7 separate regions of the Mus musculus genome follow, and regions 2, 3, 4, 5, 6 and 7 are each linked to region 1. A link is a contact called in public Hi-C, HiChIP or PLAC-seq and promoter capture Hi-C data. All regions are on one chromosome and are shown on one strand. Each heading gives the region's core, a stretch centred on a gene start, on an enhancer-like site or on the middle of the called end of the contact. The rest is flanking DNA. Distances are from core to core; before and after follow the strand shown.

Region 1 (2,798 bases), core at 260-2,759:
AAGACAGCCAGGGCTCCACAGAGAAACCCTGTCTCTATGACATGTGTGTGAGGAGACCAGAAGAGGGCTCCACGGAGATCCTCCTGCCTTTGTCTCCCAAGTGCTGGGGCTAAAGTCATTTGCCACACCATCCAGTTGTGAAAATCTTGACAACTTCACTTAGATTCCACGAATCCATGTAAAGGTTGGGGAGAGCCAAGCTACACAGTCATCCCCGGAAAGCCACACGCACCATCAAAGACAGCAATAATACAAAGATTCATTTACTTTTATTTTGTATGTGTAGGAGTGTTTTGGCTATATGTTTGACAGGGAACTGTGTGTTCCTGGTGCTCTCAGAAGCCAGAAGAGGGACATCAGGTCCCCTGGAAACTGGAATTACGGATGATAGCCACCATGTAAGTTCCAGGAACTGAACCCAGGTCCTTTGCAAGAACAGCAGGCGCTCTTAACCACCTACCTACCTCTCCAGCACCTATTTTAGGCTTTTTGAGACAAGATCTCACTGTGGAGCCCAGGCTAGAATGGACATCATTGTCTTCTTACCACAGTTTTCCAAGTACTGGGATCACACAGTGGAAAAACCTATTCATTTATTTGGTTTAGGGTTGCAAGCTGTAGAACAGGCTGGCCTGGAACTCACTATGTAGTACTATGTAGTACAGGCTGGCCTGGAATTAACAGTCTCAGTCTCTCAAATGGTGGAATTACAGGCATAAAGCCACTACTATGAGTTTAGCATTTATAATTTCAGTAGACATTGGCAAACCCCCCTGCCTGGATCTGAATTCTCACATATATTAACTTCAAGAAATAGAGACATCTTAGCACAGAGTAGCCATAAATAAATAATAAATTAGCTTGCACTGAAGATGCAACTCACTGCTGCCAGATAATGGCCAAAACAGTACCCAAACCTGTGCAGAATTTTTAAGTCCATGTGAAACTTCACAACATCAATTGTGCAATTTGCTTATGCAATCATAGTATTTACTTTGTGATGTCCCCTTTCTTCCCCTAAACCTCCCCTTAAAGTATTTTCTTAGCCTAGATTAGCTTTGTGTCCTGTCAAATGACCCTAGGACTGTTCTGACCTTGGGGCTAGCCCAGTGCCAGAGCTTCCTTCCGTAAGTAATTTATTCTTTGGTAAAATGATTCCAAAAACAGCAGACTTCTGCCAGCCAACTCCAAGACCAGGTTCCCAGGGCGGAGGGGGGCGGAGGGGACAAGACACGCACGGGTAACGTGGCTCCCACCTGTAATAACAGCACTTGGAAAGCTGAGACAGATCGATGGACTCGAGTTCGAGTCCATCCTGATCTGCGTTCCAGGCCGGTTACAAGGGGTTCACGTGATGATCTCGCGGGGACCGGTTGTGCAAGCAGACGGTTAATTTGTAATACACCTTTTTGAGTAAAGGAAGCCCGCCTCTCGGTACGGGAATCGTCATTGGATAGAGCAGCTGTCAATCACGCTGTATATAAATAGAGGCCGCGCGGCGCTCCGACAGGCAGCGTGGCTCGAGTCCTCCGGTCCGGCTCGCGTGGTTGATCATCTCCTGGCGTAACCTTGGCCCGCTGTGGCTGGGAGACTCATCTGCAGGTATCTGGGCCTTCTGGTCCGCACGGCCTCCCGGGCGAGCGGCGCGATGGCGGAAGCGGCGGCGGCGGGCGCCAGCGGAGAAACCATGGCGGCGCTAGTGGCCGCAGAAGGTTCCTTGGGCCCGGCGGGCTGGTCTGCCGGCCGGAGTTTCTCCAACTACCGGCCGTTCGAGCCCCAGACACTGGGCTTCAGCCCGAGCTGGCGGCTGACGAGCTTCTCCGGCATGAAGGGCTGAGGCTGCAAGGTCCCCCAGGAGACCCTGCTCAAACTCCTGGAGGGACTGACGCGGCCCGCGCTGCAGCCCCCGCTTACCTCGGGTCTGGTCGGGGGCCAGGAAGAGACGGTGCAGGAAGGGGGCCTGTCCACCAGGCCCGGCCCCGGCTCAGCCTTCCCCTCGCTGAGCATTGGCATGGACTCCTGCGTCATCCCCCTGAGGCACGGAGGCCTGTCGCTGGTGCAGACCACCGACTTCTTTTACCCCTTGGTGGAAGATCCCTATATGATGGGGCGCATAGCTTGTGCCAATGTGCTCAGTGACCTCTATGCCATGGGTATCACTGAGTGTGACAACATGTTGATGTTACTCAGTGTGAGCCAGAGCATGAGTGAAAAGGAACGAGAGAAGGTGACACCGCTCATGATCAAAGGCTTTCGTGACGCTGCGGAGGAGGGAGGCACTGCAGTGACCGGTGGACAGACAGTGGTCAACCCGTGGATTATCATCGGTGGCGTTGCCACGGTGGTGTGTCAGCAAAATGAATTCATAATGCCTGATAGTGCCGTGGTAGGAGATGTGCTGGTATTAACCAAACCTTTAGGAACCCAGGTTGCTGCCAATGCCCACCAATGGCTGGATAATCCTGAGAAATGGAATAAAATCAAGATGGTGGTTTCCAGAGAGGAAGTAGAGTTAGCCTATCAGGAAGCTATGTTCAATATGGCTACTCTAAACAGGACTGCTGCTGGCTTGATGCACACTTTTAATGCCCACGCAGCCACGGATATCACAGGCTTTGGCATATTAGGACACTCTCAGAACCTGGCAAAACAGCAAAAAAATGAAGTGTCCTTTGTCATACATAATCTGCCAATAATTGCCAAGATGGCTGCGATCAGCAAAGCCAGTGGGCGCTTTGGCCTCCTCCAAGGAACGTCAGCTGAAACCTCTGGGGGATTACTGATTTGTCTGCCAAGAG
Region 2 (2,700 bases), core at 66-2,565, 510 kb after region 1:
GCCTTTCTGAGGCCTGCCCTCAGCTGCCGGGCTATAGTACTACCTTGTGAATGAGTTCTTCATTTCTTTCTTTGACCTCCAAGCACATGGGAGTCCTTGGAAATTTCTGGAATACATCCTCCAAACTAATCATGTGCCGGTCTGACCCGTGGGCAAAATGGCCTGGGCAGGGGTGAGGGGTGTCACAAAAACTGGGGTCAGAGTAGGATAAACAGGCTGGGGGTGGGGGCGTGTTAATGAGAGTATATAAGAAGATGGCTAGGCAGCTCAAGGGTGGCTACACGCATCCTACCTGGTGAGAAGTAAATTTCCAACTCTTCCTTGTAGAGGGGCAGCTCCTGTGGAGAGCAGAGAAGCATCATCAGGGTACACGCGTGAAAGTGATGCAGCTCTCAGTGTGAGGGGCTGCAAAACTCACCTCAAAGTCCAGGGTGTTCACATCCTTATTTAGGCCTGACTGGCGGGACAGGTTCTTGTCGTGTGACACTACCACCACGCCATCCCGGGTGAGCTGGCAGTCAAATTCCAAGAGATCTGCTCGCTGGGCCATGGAACTATGGGAGCAAAGGTTGGTGGGGGAAAAGGACACAGGAAGGACCAGGGCATGTAGTGGAGGGGAAATATTGGCACAGAATTTATGGTGGGACATGTGGCCAGTTCCACAGTTCCAAGGACTTCCAGATACCCAGTTTATGAAGCGAGTAAGTAGCACTCCTGGTTGTCCTGCAGAGCACAGCCCACAACCCCACAACCTCACATGGAACTTGATGGGGCTTGGACTCACTTCTCTACTGCTTCCATGGTGTTCTCCAGTCGCTCCCCAGACCCTGTGGAAAGCAGTTTGGGTGGATCCCCGGGACCTAGCTTGACCTTCCTGCTTACCTTTCTTCCTGACGGTCTCCCACTTGCTTTAGGCTTCCTCTCTTCCAATCAGTTGAACTGGCCTCTCCTTCCCTGCCACATGCCCTCTAGGCCCCAAGACTCTCCTTTCCTCGCTCTTTTTAACATTCAATCATGCCTTGCACCTTGAGGATGGGCTGCCCACCCTGACACCTGTCTTGTTAGGCTCACTCCACCCTACATGGATTCCAGCCCTTCCACCTCCCTGACTCAGCTCACCTCCACGGTGGGCAGCCAGGCGGATAGGGAAGACGGGAGCCCGCGGCGTGTGCAGCAGATGAGGTCGGCGCAGGAAGAAGATGGAGAGCATGACGTAACTGCCCAGGGTGGGCAGAACAAAGTACAGGAGAGGGATCATAGCCTCGCTCCACGGCAGGCTTCTGTCAAAAGCACAGCCTTCCCTGTCCCAAAGGGCTCTGATGCCCGGGGCCGAGCCTGCCTGCTCAGCCAGTGTAGGCTGGCTCCTCCACCGGGCAGCGCCACGCCCATGGACCTGCTGAGCCTGCTGGGTGCTGCTGGAACGTGGCCAGACTGCAGTATGGCCCAGAGCTGGGGCCAGGCACAGGAACTGAGGCAGGCAGCCCTGGGTTCCATGTCCAGAGACCTTTCACAGATCCCAGCACCCCCTTTTGTTCTTGACCATGTGGGGGGGGGGGTTAAGCAGCCCCACCCCCTAGTGTTTAGATCTTTCTGCCTCCCATAGGTGTTTGTGGACAGGATCTGTAACTTATTACACATTTGCCACTTCCCGGGAATTTGGGGGTGTGTAAGGTACCCCTGAGTCACCCCAACTCACTCCAAGCAGTTAAACAGGAAGTTGTTAGGGAAGACAGTGACTAAAGGGAAACTGACCCCTTCCCAGAGACTGACACTCCTTAGAACCCAACCTCATCCCTGGCCAGCTGGAGCCAAAGACTACCAGGGCCATGTAAAGCCACAGCTGGAGGCAGGGGGCAGTTGTGAGTGCGGTATGCTGGGGTCGCGTCGACATACACAGACAGAGGCAGGCTCATCCATATACACATCTCTATATTTATATATTAGATACAGGCACGGGGAGATGGGGAGGGGCACCGGCTCTCCACGGGCCCCACCCCCACATCCAATCACCCACACACAGAAGCAGCAAGGGCGTTACATGTGGCAGCTTGAGAGAGAGAGGGTTAGGCCTGGGCTCCTCAGGGAAACTAGCCCTTGAGACTTAGGAATGTTCTGTCAGGGAAAATGGGGTGGGGTTCCAACAAGATGAATAGGGCAGAGCCCTACTCAGTGCCCTCCACCCCTCCGTAGCACAGGTCCTAGGACGATCATAGCCCCTCCATTCCAGAACGGTCTACCAGAGCCGGGGCTAGCAAGGGTAGATAAAGACACAGCAGCAGAGATCAGCTCTGGGGCCACCTCATCACTCAGGCTATGGGGAGATGGGGCAGGGGATTGGAGTGGGAGAAGCCTGCTTGAAGCAGGAGACCCCAGCAAAGTGAGAGAAGGTGGCCAGGCCCACCCTTGGTCCAGCCTGGGCTGCCGGGGTCTGGGTTGAGCAAAGTTCACTTTCTAACAATCTGCAGAGAAGGAGCAGGTAGGAGCAGGACCTGAAGGAAGAAACGGACAGAAAGGAATGGTCAGCGGGGTGAGCCCTGACCCCAGCGTCTTTGAACTGTCAAGTTCTGTGGGTCTTGGCTTCCTTATCTGCAGCTAACAAGAGCAGCCACCAAGTGCTACTGTGATTATAGGCTCCTCTCAAAGCATCATGATATACTCTGGCAAGGCCTGGAGTGGCTGCTCATAAGGGGCGGATCTCTC
Region 3 (2,726 bases), core at 225-2,724, 380 kb before region 1:
AAGCTGGCAGGCTGACCAGCCCGGACACCTCTCAGGCCCAGATGCAGGGCTTTGAGTTGGCCCACCCCAACATCTACCCCATTGATGAACAGCTGGAGGGCATGGGCCAGTCCTACAGATCTAAAACTACAGGATCTCCATAACACCGGCAACGACAGGATATCCAGGAGGAATCTCAGTGAAGTCCCAGGAATGATAGAGTAGCAGAAGTCAGGTAGGTGCCTTGCAACAGACCAATGACTCATTGCAGTGGACATTTGCAAGTAGAGAAGTGTGCTGTGGGACACACTGTGACACACTACAGCTTCCACAGTGAGGTTTTTTTTTGTTTTTTGTTTTTCTTTTAGGGAGAGGTTGTAAGGGTGGAGAGTGGATACTGGGGGTTTTGGGCTCATGATGTGAAAGTCACAAAGCACCAATAAGAAATTAAAAACAAAACAACATTTTATAAGCACAATTAATACAAGATGATACTTTATAAAAAAATCAGAAAAATTTGAGACATGGCAAAGGGAATCATTAAAAAGAACAAAACAAAACAATAAGGGGCTGGAGAGATGGCTCAGCAGTTAAGAGCACTGATTGCTCTTCAGAGGTTCTGAGTTCAATTCCAAGCAACCACATGGTGGCTCACAACCATCTGTAATGGGATCTGATGCCCTCTGCTGGTGTGTCTGAAGACAGTATACCCACATACATGAAATAAAGAAATAAGTCTAAAAAAATACAGTAAGAAAAAAAAGGAATAAAAGAAGGTAAAAATATAAAAACACGTGCCTGTAGGCCTAGCATTTATTAGACGAAAAGAGAAGTATTAAGAATTCAAGGGTAGTGCCGGGCATGGTGGTGCAAGCCTTTAATCCCAGCACTTGGGAGGCAGAGGCAGGCGGATTTCTGAGTTCAAGGCCAGCCTGGTCTACAGAGTGAGTTCCAAGACAGCCAAGACAGCCAGGACTACACAGAGAAACCCTGTCTCGAAAAACCAAAAAAAAAAAAAAAAAAAAAAAAAAAAAAGAATTCAAGGGTAGGAAGTCCCTCCCCGCAGCAGCCTGCAGGCCACCTGACAGGGTTCTCTGCCTCAGCTGCCCATAGCACAGTTCTGCTCCAACCCACTGGCCCTGGGGGCCATGACCTGTGGGCCACTGGCTGTGTGCTCCACAGTTTAGCCATTCCCACGGCTTGCCTGCCAGTACAGTCTGATCTCAGGCCACGGCTGTTAGCTCTTATTCTAGTCCTAGCTGAATGTTTCTTTGCTAATACAACAATGTACTTCTCTATACCTCCGAAACTGTCAAAGTTACCTACGGTTCTCTTTCCTATCCTGTCTTGATGACTGCTATCAAATTCTATTCAGTTATAGCCAACCTACAGTGCTCAATCTGTAAGAAATTTGTTAATTATTAAGTTTGTGACAGTCAGAATTCCCCAAAGCCTCTAAGGTTCCTCCCAGGAAGTCTCAGGAGATGTGGACACAGCTGCAGGATACTGCCTGGACTGTGATGTGATCACCACTGAAACACGCAGTGGACAGCACTCGATACTCTGAGTCACGTGACCTAGCTAAAACCAAGGTAAGCCATTTTTCACGTCACACATATCCATTCCACAGAGAAAAAGCCTGCATCTTCTGTGCTTGAAAGCCAGACTGACTGCCCAACTTGCTGTAGAGACCATGGAGATCACAGAGAACTGTTGGCTAGTAGACTCTGTCATTTTTTAAATAATATAACTGCTAAATTATTGTTTATTCCCCAGACTTCTGGCTACATTGACAGCTAGAGAAAAAAACTTTCACAGATGTAATCTGTTATCTCCTTACCTAAATTCTGTTTCCATTGATTAAATGCTTCATACTTCCTCTTTTTGCTATGCCACTGTCCTAACATTATCTGAGTTCCTATAAATTTGCCTAACTCTAATAAAATATTCCACTATACAATCAAACTTTTTTTTGTTTGTTTGTTTTGTTTTTCAAAACAGGGTTTCTCTGTGTAGTCCTGGCTGTCTAGGAACTCACTCTGTTGACCAGGCTGGCTTCAAACTCAGAAATCCACCTGTCTCTGCCTCCCAAGTGCTGGGATTAAAGGCATGCGCCACCACTGCCCAGCTCCGATTGAACTTTTTAATCTTATTCCTTCTGCTCCACAAAAGGCTCATCTTAAAGACAATTCATGTGGTTAACTCATGCTGTTATCTCTTTTATAAACTTATAAGTTACAGGAAACCCAGTCAGATCTACCTCTCATGGACCAAATAGACTCCACCCAGATACGTACATCTGCCTAACCTATTCCAGAGGGTGGGATTTCTCTGGGTTTCAAATGTACATCTTAAGAAAAAAATTGTTTTTCTCTCAAATGTATTTACTCTTATTCTCTACCTATAATAATGTGTTTCAGCATCTTGTCAAGTCCAGGTGCTTACTACACCCAGGACAGCTCCAGAGAAGCAACCTTCATATGCTCCAATCTCCTCTCATAGACACACATTCCTACTGGACCTGTCCCTTCTGACCTATCCTCAGATGGCTCCACAGACCCTGGACAGCAAAGAGGCAGCCAACTCTCCTAAGACTGGATAAACATCCCCCATAACTGAAAGATCCTGACAGAATGCAAAAGGTCACAGAAGCCCTGAAATTGGCAAAATAGATTTCATGGCTAGCAGAACTAGCTTCACTGATTTAGAAAAATAGAGGTGCACAATGCTCTGGCCGCTCCTTGAAC
Region 4 (2,717 bases), core at 145-2,644, 390 kb after region 1:
ATCCAGGGGTTTTCTTACCTGTCCTGTTTTCTTCCTTTTCTCCAGGTACAGGTCAAGTTCTTGGGGCCCACTTCTGAGTTTAGAAGACCTATTACAAAAAGTGAAGAACTAGACTGTGGGAAAATAAATGGCTTTTGACTACTATTGTGTAAGGTACTTACTGGGGATTGGATTAAAGTAAATACTGGGGACTTTTCCTTGTTGACGTAAAAGAATTTTTTTGTTTTGTTTTTCGAGACAGTTTCTCTATGTATCCCTGGCTGTTCTGGAACTTACTTTGCAGACCAAGCTGGCCTAGAACTCAGAGATCCTCCTGCCTTTGCCTCCTAAGTGCTGGGATGAAAGGCACATGCCACCACTCCATGGGGGCTTTTCTTTCTTATTGGGTGTGCTCATGCCATGGCCCGTGCATGGGGGTCCCAGAGCAGTTGTGCTCTCTTCCTCAACCCTTGCATGGGTTCAGGGGATAGAACACAGGTTACCAGCCTTTTCTCAGCAAGCACATACTTAGTCATTTTGCTCCTGTCCAATTTTGTGGCACTGTGGGTTGAATGTAGAGCCTCGCCTACACTAGGCAGGCAAGCACTCTACCACTGAACAGGCTCCCCAGCCTTGTTTTGTCACGTCTCACTATAGAGCCCTAGCTGGCTTCAAATTCAGAGATCTGCCTGCCTCTACCTCTCAAGTTGCTGGGATGAAAAGCCTGGGCCCCCTGGCCTGGAACTCAAAATCTTTGGATGTCACCCTCTCTAGTTTCCTGATGATTAGCGTCTTGTTACCCTTGTTGACCTTAGTTTGAAATACAAGTTGGCATAGGTCACTTAAAACTGTGGCCGTGTTGGTGGATTTGCTTTGGAAAATATTTGTGGTTTTTTGTTCTTTGTTTGTTTGTGTGTCTGTTTGTTTTTTGTTTTTGATACTGGAACTCCATTAGGTTACATACCCTGCAGAACTGGTATCCTCCTGCCTCAGCCTCAGCTTGCTGAGTGCTGGAATTGTAAGCATTAATCTAGCACTATATACTCTTTAGACACACTGTGAACACAACTGTGCTACTTTGTCATTTGTTTTCTTCCATGAACTTAAATTGATGTTCTGTGTATGAAATGCTTAATGCGTTTTGGCAAGTTATACAATCCTACTGGACCTCAATTTTCCAGTAGGGATTTGACCCATTGGGTTTTCCGAACTTTGGCACATCGTTCTCGCACTTGGGAGCTCAGGTTTAGTTTAGATACTTGTGAACATAATAATGGTCCGGTTTCCCGCCTTTCCGGCGCCCAGCTGCCAGCAGCCTTGCTTTACTCCTTTCAGCCTTTACCCTGCACGCAGGCGCAGACCACAGCTTTCCTTCCTAGAGCACCCCCTCAGAGCTTCCCCTAGCAACAGGCTCAGTCGCAGCGCGAAAGCGTGGCGGGCGCATGCGCCACAGCTCTCTCCACCAGCAGTCCTTGGACCGCGCGCTTGGGCTCCACCCCAAGCAAGCCAAGCCTTTCTCCTCTCCTCTTCCCACCAAGGATCCGCGTGGCGGGGCGCGCGCGCACTTGGGCTCGAAGGCAGCTTGTCGTCTGGGCCGCGGCGGCTACTGGCGAGGGGCGGGGCTATTTCCTTTGGGGCCCCACCCCTTTGGCCCGGCGTGCATACCGCGCCTGCGCGCTCCCGCCCGGTCTCCATCTTGGAATTGGGAGGAAGAGAGAGAGGGAGAGAGAGGGAGGCCGGGACGAGAGCAGGGCTGTGGTGCGGTGAGAAGCTGAGACGAAAAGGAAAGGGAGTGAGGCACAGGGACCATCAGCAGCGCCTCCGCTACAGTCCTTCAGCTGTTCCGGAGAGAGAGGACGGGAAAGGGAGTAGGCCAGGGCTGGAGTAGGGGCTGTCACTCTCGGACCCCAGCCTTAGAGGGGCCGTGCAGCCGGGCGTCCTCGGGGTGGGCCCCTTGTCGTGGCCGAAGACCTGGGGCTCAGGCCCCTGGGTCCCAAATTTTGGGGCTTGGTCCCTTGTTTCTCAGATACCCAGGTATCAAACCCTCGTATATCAGATATCTGGGACCCAAAGTCCCAACCTTTACAAACCTGGGTCTCTGTTTTATAGAATTTAAAATACCTGGGATTCAGGACCCTGTGTGCACCAATATCCGGGGTTCATCCTCCAAGCGATCAGATATCGGACTCATTTTTAGCCCTTGCAAATATACGGGGCTCAGACCCCACAATCGGAAATCCGGGATTCAGCAACTGTCGCCCTCGAGTTGGGGGAGGACTGGACCGCGAGGTCAGATCAGGTTGTCACCCCCTCCCCTCCAGGGGAGGCTTCCCGGGCCCGCCCCTCAGGAAGGGCGAAAGCTGAGGAAGAGGTGGCGAGGGGGAAGGTCTCCTTGCCCCTCTCCCTGCTTGTCAGAGCAACTGGAGTACCCCAGGCGGAAGCGGAGGCGCTGGGGCACCATAGTGACCCCTACCAGGTGAGAGACATGGGTGTATGGGCATGAGCCCCTCTGGTCAGCTCCATGCCGAGAAGCTGGGGCTGGGTAGGCCCTCTCCTCAGGATAGGGATTCCTGTTGGGCCCATGGTCAGTCTCTGGCCAGCCCAGTCTGCTTCTGTTGCTACCTCTTCTCCCTTTCTCTTGCCTTCATTGTGTCTGGTTGAAGGGGTACTCTCAGGTGACAGGGCCTGTCTTGTCACCAAGGGTCACGCCCTAGGATGCTTAGCCAATCAAATGGCTT
Region 5 (2,712 bases), core at 184-2,683, 340 kb before region 1:
CTTCCCAGGCCTGCCCCTATCCCCCTTCCCTTCTCTTCTGAGAGGGTGGAGCCTCCCCTGTTTCTATTCCCTCACCCTGGCACATCAAACATAGCTAGATGCATCCTCTCCCACTGAGACCAGACAAGGCAGCCCAGTTAGGGGAACAAAATCCACAGGCTGGCAAAAGCTGTAGAGACAACCCCTGATCCAGCTGTGGAGGACTCACATGAAGACCGAGCTATATACATCTGCTACATGTGTGGGGGAGGGGGGTTTGACCCAGCCAGTATATATTCACCTAGGTTGGTCTTAATTCATGGTGATTTTCCTGTGTCAGCTTGCAGTGCTAGAGTCACAGCTATTCACTCCCATACAGGGCTTGGAATTTATTTATTTATTTATTTATTTATTTATTTATTTATTTATTTATTTAAGGTTTGAAACGAGTCCTATTGTGCATCCCAGGCTGATCCTGAAGTCCAACTCTTGATTCTCCTGCCTCAGCCTACTAATGGCTGAAGATTACAGGTGGTGTGCTTAGCTACTATGGAACTTTTTGAGGGTAGAATGTTCAATTGTTCAACTCTGGTCTCCTCACACCTGGGTTCATTGAAAACTGTGGCCTCGAACTTTACCTCACATCTCATGTCTTGATTAATTTGCCTTGTAAAATGGGGATGATTCTAAGTCCTCTCTCAGGATGTGGTGGGGAGAAAATGAGACACAAGCAGGAACAGTTTGGGAGCCCTGTGAGGTTCCTTGTTTAGAAACAGGGTCTCGCTAGGTAGCCTGGAGCTATGTGGGCCACGAATATTTTGAACCTTCAGGTCCTCCTGCCTCTGTCTCCCAAGCAACGGAATTACAGGAATTCACCACTACTTCTTGCTCCCTAAGTTTATGGAAGGATTGCCCTGCAGTGAGTTGCATACCTTACCACCGAGCTGCTGGGAAGGGGTAATGCTTGCCTACCTTGTCAGTTTCTTCCTCCAGGGAGACCTGACCACCGGTGGGGGGGTGAGAGGTGGGTAAGAGGGTCCGTAGCGCTGGGTAGCCTTGCCTGGCCCATTAGCTTCTGCTCTTACCGCTAGGTCAGCCCACCCAACCTTTGCTTTCACCTCCTAATCACCAACCCAGGCATACCAGCCCCAGTCCTGGGTGAGTCCAAACAAAGGCGGGTCTCAGGGGACCCGCGGCGGCCGAATCTGAGATCAGCTTAACTGAGCGGCTGGCAGAGTCTTTGGAGAGAATGGCCAGAAATCCGAAGACCTTCGCCGGCCTCTGAGCTCCCCCAAAAGCTGATCTTCCGTGATTCCACTAGACACTGGGAGAGGGGCGTCATCAGCCACCTCCTTGCTTCCATACCCACCCCCTCATTTTTTCCCAGGCTGTGGGAGGCAAAGGGTTAAATCCCATAGAGCTGATGTTCTGACTCCAGGCTAGAGGGGCCCGGGAAGCTGGGGTCACTTCCTGCTCCGTCCCAGTCACCCTGAACTGGTCCCCGGGTCCTCAGCCTGGAATCACCCCTTGAGAAGGACCCTAGAGTTCCCGGCATCTAGCCCGTCCCCCGAGGCAGGGCACTTAAGGGGTTAAGTCCCCTGGGGCTGGCCTCTGCCTTTCGGCTTTTCCCAGACCCCAGAGCCGTGAGTTGGGGCCGCCTGGGTTCCCGGGGTGGCCTGGAGGCCCGGGACAGCCGCCGGGGAACAATAGGGCCAAGGAGGCGGCGACGGGCGAGGGGCGCAGGCCGGGCCCGGGGCGGCGGGGGACGGCGGCCGGGGGATTGTGAGAACCGCGCGGGGACCGCCGTGGGGGAGGGGAGGCGCGCGCGCCCAGAGAGCGAGTCCGGCCGGGGGCGGCGAGGCGGCCGCCGCTCTCCCGGAGCCGGGCAGCCTGGGCGTCCGCGGCGGGGAGGGAACGCCGGCGGCTCGCCTGGGCTTTGGGAGCCGGGGACAGGGTGGGTGCTCCCGGCCGGAGGCGCTCAAGTCTTGGTCCGCCGGGGTGCGGGGGGCGGCGTCGAGGGCGGTCCCGCTGCCTCCTGGTCAGGGTCACCCTGGGCCGCGCGCACCTCCGCGGGAAGGCAGCCGTCTCCGGCAGTCCTTCCCGCCTCGGTCCTCTGGGGGTCGTCCGGGGCAGGAGGCTGGCGCTCTTGGGCCTGGGCTGGTTCCCAGTAGTAGTCGCCTCGCAGTCTTTGCTACTTCTTGCATGTGGCCTGGTTATTAACTCTTTCCCTTCTACGGTAGGCCCTTGAGTTTTAAGTTTCTCTGTCCAAGTATCTAAGCTCCTACCTGTTCTCGGTCAGCTCAGCAGGGTAACCTTCTCCTCTCCGGGGGGCCCCCATCTCTCCCTAAAAACACTTAGAGATAGGGGATGGCTAACTCACTTCTCGGCTGCATTAGCAGTTGGTCAGCTGTCCATTGCTTCACCTGCTTCACACCCCAGCTACCTCTTGGTGAGCTTTGTCCTCTTTGTCCCTGTGCACAAAGTACCTATGCACACTGTCACCCCGAGGGTAGATTATTCCAGGGATTCCGTTAGATGTCAGCGCCCTCCTGCAGCCCTGTTCTCTCTCCTGGGGATCACCCCCGGGATTTTGAGTGACAGATATGACTCCTTCCCCTGGGGGCTCACTCTGACGAACTTATGTCACTTTTCTGACATCGATCTGCAAACTGATCTTAAAAGACACTGAACAAGATAGGCTGGCTTTCTGGGAGCATGAGGTGTCCAGCTCAC
Region 6 (2,788 bases), core at 250-2,749, 350 kb after region 1:
GACAACAAGAAAACCTAATACTTACCTGTTTCAGACCTCTGCCATGTTCAAAAACTGTTTCAAACATCTCCAGTGTATCATACACACACCTGCCACGGAACAGATCCCTCCCAAATCTGCTGGGCAGTCAGAAGGCTCTCACCGTGGGAACGTTGTTTTAAAGTCAGGATCTCATTATGTAACCCAAACTGAGTGTTAGCAGTATAGGCAGGAGGCACCAGGCCCAGCTCACCATGGGGGAGATTCTTACCAAATTACCTTATCAATAAATGTAACCCCTTGTATTCATTTTAACCATCTAATTTAATGAAAAATGCCCACTTCAATCCTCCGGTTCACAACGATGAAGTAGTAACATTACTTGGAATACCAAGAATTACTGTGATTACATGAGATTTTCTTGCTTACTGGTCATTCCTACTCCATGCCCTCCCCAACTCCCTGCGGGGTGTGGGGCTAACTCCCCAAGATTCATCATTTCCCTTTACCAAACTTTCTCTAGCAGTAACTGACGCATCACAATACTAATCAAATAAGTGAATTTTCATCTTCGGTATTTGAAAGCCGAACTTCACCTCCTAAGTGTTTGCTTTTATCTATGTTAAGCCCTTCCCCTTAAAGCTATTCTACAATAAGTGAGTCCCAAATTTAAGGCAACACTCCCGAGAAGGTTAAGGTTCACCTGTCAAGAAAAGCTGCGCCCTTCACTTCGCATTCATGGATGATTCCTAGAGTGCGGGCACTGGGCACTTGTATTAGAGACAGACCAAATCTTTCCGTTCTCGAGGCTACCTGGGGCGGTTCTACCGCAGAGAGGCAAACAAAAGGCTGGGCAGTGGGAAGTAAGTGATAAAGGTTGTTTGAGGGGTACTGCTTGCAGTAGACCTGGTTCCTTGGCTGTTTGAACTAAGGGAAGAAGAGCAGATAATCGGCAATGGAGCGCTTGGCAGATGTTACTGCTGGAAGTAAAGGATTGGGGAAAGAGAGAGATTCTGAATTAGGAAAAGATAAGATGGGACTAGGGAGCCTGGAATGAACTGGGAGCTGGAGGGCAGCACGTGTACCGGCGGCACGCATACCTCCCGCGTCTGTGAGCACTTCAACGCGGCCGCTGAACATGGCCTTGAGCATGGTGTCCTGCCCCGTGAGGGTGCGCAGCGTGGTGTAATGCAGCGAGCCGCCCACGTTCAGCTTCACATACTTGCTGTTCGGGGTGAGGGGCTTCAGACTGTACGAGGGGGAGCCAGGCTCCACACTCGAGGGGCTAGGGGACTCCAAGCATTCGGCCGCAGCCGGCGCCGGGCCCGAGGCCTCGGCCGACATGCCAGTGAGCGGACGCGGGTGGCAGTCGGAGGCCCTCTCTGCGCCCCGGTCCGGTTCCCTGAGATCCCGCGACTCCAGCGCCGGCGCCCGGCCGCTCGGCGCACACGCCCACTCTCCACAGCTACTCCGCGACGTCCACCAGCCGCCCCATCGCGCGCTCTCTCCACCCGGAAGCCGGCGCGCGGAGCTGCGCAGGCGCGGCCAGGCCGAGGGCCGCGTCTCGGGGGCGGAGCCAAGAACCGGGGCGTGCGCAGTCGGTGGCGCCGTTGCAGTCCAGCCTGCGGGTTGGGGGGTGTGGTGTTCTGAGAAAACGTCTAAAGGATCCTTTGCCCCCTTGTTCATGTGGATGGAGAATACCGCAACCCGTGACGATTTCAGCAGCGCTTCATTCGCGTAAAAAGAAACAAGCGCAGAGGCTGAAGGTTGAGTATAGTTTTCCTAGCCCAGCTCAGTGCACTTGACAGACTGTTAGAAGAACCGTCAACAAAATGAAAGTTCACCGCGCGTGGTGGCACACACCTCTAATCCCAGCACTCGGGAGGCAGAGGCAGGCAGATTTCTGAGTTCGAGGCCAGCCTGGTCTACAAAGTGAGTTCCAGGACAGCCAGGGCTAAACAGAGGAACCCTGTCTCGAAAAAACCAAAAACCAAAACAAAAAAAAAAAAAAAAAAAAGAAAAAAGAAAGTTCTCCAATGAGGCCATAGGGTTTCCAGGGGACTCACAGGTTAGAAGGCGGGTGCAAAGAGTTCCCTGAAGGGAAAAGGATAGAGACCTGAATTACATATAACTAATTTTAGCCCTGGAGGCTGAGGCAGAGAGATTATGAGCTCCAGGGGATCCTGGCCTATACAGTCTTACCTATCTCAAAGCAAAAGGAGAACCATTAGGCAGGAACGTGGCGATTACAAGAATAAGACTGGACAAGCTAGTGAAGGTCTTAGAATCCCAGCTGTCATGAGACCTTCCAAGGAACCCCAAAAGAGAAGAAGGTATAGGGCATTGTGAACAAGAGGTGATAGCTGAGGTATTTAACAGCCTGCCCTAACGTCTGGAAGGGGTTTTGTCTTGGATGTTTAAGCAAAGTCAAACCAGGCAGTGTTGGCTCACACCTTTAATCCCAGCACTCAGGAGACAGAAGCAGGTGGCTCTCTGAGTTCAAGTCCAACCCTAGTCTACATAGAAAACCCCTGTGTCGGGAGAGAGTTCCAGTTTCTCTTCTCCAACTCTGTCACCAGCTGACTGGAAGATCTGGGCAAAGCTCCTCTCTCTGGGTCTGGTTGGTTCTTTTGCTGCTCAGTCAGGGGTACAAATCTAGTGTTGGCTCTGGAGAGGTAGCAGTGTGGAGAAGCAAAGTGGCTGTTAGAAGATGTTATCAAGAAATGTGTCCGGCACTGAAGAAACTTGTGTTCTGCCAAGAGGGATTGCCAAGCCTGCTCTCCCTACCAGGTGGAGCAGTGAGAAGGTA
Region 7 (2,700 bases), core at 187-2,686, 410 kb after region 1:
CCCCACTGCCCACTGTGCCTCCTTCCTTCTCTGCCTCCCCCTCCTCACTGCTGTCCCCACTGCCCACTGTGCCCCCTTCCTTCTCTGCCTCGCTGTCTCGCAAGCCTCCAGTTGGCCTCCCAGGCCTGCTTTTCTGCTTATAGCTCTTTCTCTCCCTGGCTGTTCTCTCTGCTCTGTTACTTCTGGATCTGGGCTCACTAAGCTCTTTCTTCTTAGCTGGGCTCTCCTCTCCGCTCTCTTCACTCTCCTCCTGGCAGTTAGCACCTGTGCTTCCCTCCACCTTTGCTCTCTGCAGCACAGCCTCCTCCTCACTGCTCCCACTCTCTTCCCTAACCTGCTTCCTGTCTGCCTTGAGTGGTACTTGCTTGTCTTTGGCCCCAGCTTGCTTTCTAACCTGGCCCTTCTGTTCTTGTTTCATGTCCTCCTCTTCCTCGGTGACCTTACCTGATCTAACAGAGCCCTCTGCTTCCCCCTCACTGCTCTCCTCCAATCCCATCTTTGCATCCAGGTCTGTTTGGTGGTCTTCATCTGTGCTCTCAACTGCTTTCTTTAAGGCTCTTCTTAGACATGTCTTCTTGGTTGTCCTGTTCTTTGTTGAGGGTCCTGAGCCATCTGGACTGGATGGTGAAGAGCTGGATTCTGAAACATGGGGATGGGACTGGATGGATTCCTCCCTCTCCTTCCATCTAGAATAGGATGCTTCTAGATCTACTCTGGTTAAGAGTGAAGGGCAGCAAGAAGCACCACAGCTGTGGCCCCAGCTGGTTCCTGACTCACTGTCCCCCAAGCCCCAGCCTTGCAATTAATACATGCGCCTCGCCTTTTGAAGAAACCAATGATGCTGGAGTCACAGACAGATAAACAGGGAAGAAGGCACTAACCTGACTCTGAATTAAAGCGGAACCTTTTCTTCTTTGGGTCACTGCAGGGAGCAGGAGACCTCTTCACTTTGATAAAGTCTGGCTTTCCTTCCCTGGTACCAGCATCCGCCTGTGGGTGCAGCATGAGGGCAAACCGAACCAAGATGCCCTGCCCCAACCCCTCAGCAACAAACCCTGTCTCTGCTGGCCCAGGGTTAGACCCACACCTGCATTTTCGGCAGCTCCTCCTCCACCAGCCGCTTCAACGCCTGCTTCTCTTCAGGTTCAAGATGATCCCGACCCACGTGAATCAAAAATTTCTGTCGCACGATGGCGTGCGTAACCGAGCTACAGAGACACGTGTCATGACAGAGTTCCAGCCTAACCCCTCCCCTTCACAACCCAGACTCTAATACCCAGACTCTATGCACCTGAGGTCCGGGCAAGCTCGAAAGAAGCTGCGAGTGAATTTTCGCATCTCATCTCCCGGCGCCATTTTGCGTCACCAGGGATTGGTTGCTCCCGCCTTTTTTTCTTCAAGGCTGGTTTCCCGAGCGACAGTAGTTTGCGCACGCGCAGTGCGGCGGCTTCGTGAGGAATGGGACCGTTGAGCCTCCGATGTGGAGCACTGAGACGGAAAACTTTGGCCGACCTTGCTTTTTCCTGAGCAGCTGGTGGGTCTTGAGCGAGGTTTCGACTCTTTGCTAAAACTACGTGTTAAAATTTTCGCTAGAAGCCGGTTCGGCGCCGGCAGTCTTTATAACGTAATCAGTTCAATCAATCCCTGTGGTCGGGATTAACAAATTAGGTCGCTTGTTTCGAAAGGCAGAAGGGAGACGGTATTCTCGCTAACATACTGAATTTCTGGTTATATTCTTTTGGTTCCAAATCTTTATAAACAGTTTACAATCAATAATTGTGCCCCCCCAGTGTCCAGCTCCTCTGTGACCTCAGCTCACCGCGAAGCCACTGGAAGCAGCGTTCCTTTCGGGTCTTCCCCCAGGAGGGCGGGCGGTGTGATTACGCTCCCCGCGCGCGGAGGACGCTGGGAGTTGTAGTCCGTTTCATACGGCGTTGCAAAGTCTCCGGAAGTGGAGGTGTGAGAGGCCGGGCGGACTTGGGTAGCGGGACTCTACTCCGGGGCGTTTCTCCCTGGCGGGTCATGAACGGACCAGCGGACGGCGAAGTGGACTACAAAAAGAAATACAGGAATCTGAAGCGGAAGCTCAAGTTCCTCATTTACGTGAGTGCCAGCGTGGGGCGGTTGTGGAGTGTGAGGCCTAACTCGGAGAGGACCTCAGTTTACCCATGTGGTAAAGGGGGTGAGTAGGGAGAGATGTCTCCGGGTTCTGGGTCTTTTATGGATTGCTCTTGGCTCAGCACCCGCCCTGTCCGCCGCAGGAGCACGAGTGCTTCCAGGAGGAGCTCAGAAAGGCGCAAAGGAAATTGCTGAAGGTTTCCCGAGACAAGAGGTAAGGCATCTTGTGGGCACGAGGGCACTGTTAACTCCCAGGGAATCCGTTCTTACGCCGTCCCGGAACAGGATCCCAAATGCATGCAGTCTTAGGAGGATCCAGTGGGTCTCCTAGGAGGGACTAGGTAGGGCTCAAGACCACCAAAATGGGGATACCCACCCTCCTTCCCACTTGTCTCAGTTTCCTTCTAGATCGACTTCTGCAGTATGAGAACGTGGATGAAGACTCCTCTGGTGAGCAAAGTCATGACCACTTTTAGGAAGATATGAGATACTGGCCCTTGAAACACGTGTTCCTAGGTCCACCCTCCTAGGGTCCGGAAGCTGATGCAGGCCCCTCCAATGGTTCTTAAGCCTAGTTGCTGC

The links. Promoter capture Hi-C pulls out the DNA fragments that hold promoters and counts their contacts. Hi-C and Micro-C count contacts between places; a contact is called where the count stands out from the background. HiChIP or PLAC-seq counts read pairs in DNA pulled down with a chosen protein or histone mark. Capture Hi-C pulls out chosen DNA fragments and counts their contacts.
Region 2: a contact with region 1 is called in an HNF4G HiChIP or PLAC-seq map of pancreatic cancer cells. The contact joins the promoter of Gdpd3 here to the promoter of Sephs2 in region 1. A contact is called at or near these places in 1 of 484 Hi-C or Micro-C datasets (neutrophils), 3 of 115 datasets of contacts at active chromatin or transcription factors (astrocytes, embryonic stem cells and pancreatic cancer cells) and 2 of 9 other capture datasets (adipose tissue and liver).
Region 3: a contact with region 1 is called in a Hi-C map of liver, with 3 times the contacts expected there. The contact joins the enhancer-like site here to the promoter of Sephs2 in region 1. A contact is called at or near these places in 3 of 39 promoter capture datasets (cranial neural crest, embryonic stem cells and stem cell-derived epiblast-like cells), 1 of 484 Hi-C or Micro-C datasets (liver), 8 of 115 datasets of contacts at active chromatin or transcription factors (double positive thymocytes, embryonic stem cells, forebrain and 3 more) and 1 of 9 other capture datasets (liver).
Region 4: a contact with region 1 is called in a promoter capture Hi-C map of liver, with 3 times the contacts expected there. The contact joins the promoter of Taok2 here to the promoter of Sephs2 in region 1. A contact is called at or near these places in 3 of 115 datasets of contacts at active chromatin or transcription factors (bone marrow-derived macrophages, microglia and pancreatic cancer cells) and 2 of 9 other capture datasets (liver and pancreatic islet).
Region 5: a promoter capture Hi-C map of second pharyngeal arch cranial neural crest shows a contact between it and region 1. The contact joins the promoter of Zfp629 here to the promoter of Sephs2 in region 1. A contact is called at or near these places in 10 of 39 promoter capture datasets (the 3T3-L1 cell line, cranial neural crest, embryonic stem cells and 6 more) and 4 of 115 datasets of contacts at active chromatin or transcription factors (T-cell acute lymphoblastic leukemia, astrocytes, embryonic forebrain and 1 more).
Region 6: a promoter capture Hi-C map of fetal liver shows a contact between it and region 1, with 2.2 times the contacts expected there. The contact joins the promoter of Kctd13 here to the promoter of Sephs2 in region 1. A contact is called at or near these places in 5 of 39 promoter capture datasets (fetal liver, hippocampal neurons, liver and 2 more), 1 of 484 Hi-C or Micro-C datasets (liver) and 2 of 115 datasets of contacts at active chromatin or transcription factors (bone marrow-derived macrophages and microglia).
Region 7: a promoter capture Hi-C map of adipose tissue shows a contact between it and region 1, with 2.8 times the contacts expected there. The contact joins the promoter of Ino80e here to the promoter of Sephs2 in region 1. A contact is called at or near these places in 3 of 115 datasets of contacts at active chromatin or transcription factors (bone marrow-derived macrophages, microglia and stem cell-derived neural progenitor cells) and 1 of 9 other capture datasets (adipose tissue).

What each region holds. Positions count from the first base shown.
Region 1 is chr7:127,272,770-127,275,567 of GRCm38.p6, reverse strand. It overlaps Sephs2 (selenophosphate synthetase 2), which reads left to right and starts at 1,509. Exons shown (of 1, transcript NM_009266.3): 1 at 1,509-2,798. The coding sequence starts at 1,649.
Region 2 is chr7:126,765,029-126,767,728 of GRCm38.p6, reverse strand. It overlaps Gdpd3 (glycerophosphodiester phosphodiesterase domain containing 3), which reads right to left and starts at 1,315. Exons shown (of 10, transcript NM_024228.2): 1 at 1,120-1,315; 2 at 785-827; 3 at 419-554; 4 at 293-338; 5 at 44-162. The coding sequence starts at 1,258. Mapk3 (mitogen-activated protein kinase 3) reads right to left here. Exons shown (of 9, transcript NM_011952.2): 9 at 1,913-2,489.
Region 3 is chr7:127,647,814-127,650,539 of GRCm38.p6, reverse strand. No RefSeq gene overlaps it. Among named protein-coding and RNA genes, the nearest start is that of Gm51458, 12 kb to the right of the region's middle. Within about 2 kb of position 1,474, at least 15 of the 459 cell types and tissues checked have an H3K27ac peak or open chromatin away from gene starts, as enhancers often do. A contact at or near this core is called in hepatocytes and liver, where this site is marked.
Region 4 is chr7:126,883,644-126,886,360 of GRCm38.p6, reverse strand. Taok2 (TAO kinase 2) reads left to right here and starts at 1,394. Exons shown (of 16, transcript NM_001163775.2): 1 at 1,394-2,455. It overlaps Tmem219 (transmembrane protein 219), which reads left to right. Exons shown (of 6, transcript NM_026827.1): 6 at 46-142.
Region 5 is chr7:127,613,993-127,616,704 of GRCm38.p6, reverse strand. Zfp629 (zinc finger protein 629) reads left to right here and starts at 1,433. Exons shown (of 3, transcript NM_001362196.1): 1 at 1,433-1,622.
Region 6 is chr7:126,927,590-126,930,377 of GRCm38.p6, reverse strand. It overlaps Kctd13 (potassium channel tetramerisation domain containing 13), which reads right to left and starts at 1,499. Exons shown (of 6, transcript NM_172747.2): 1 at 1,080-1,499. The coding sequence starts at 1,323. It also overlaps a transcript of Tmem219 not described here.
Region 7 is chr7:126,861,108-126,863,807 of GRCm38.p6, reverse strand. It overlaps Ino80e (INO80 complex subunit E), which reads left to right and starts at 1,436. Exons shown (of 8, transcript NM_001370765.1): 1 at 1,436-1,534; 2 at 1,791-2,103; 3 at 2,262-2,332; 4 at 2,516-2,568. The coding sequence starts at 1,479. It overlaps Hirip3 (HIRA interacting protein 3), which reads right to left and starts at 1,836. Exons shown (of 7, transcript NM_172746.3): 1 at 1,292-1,836; 2 at 1,088-1,208; 3 at 882-990; 4 at 1-639. The coding sequence starts at 1,356.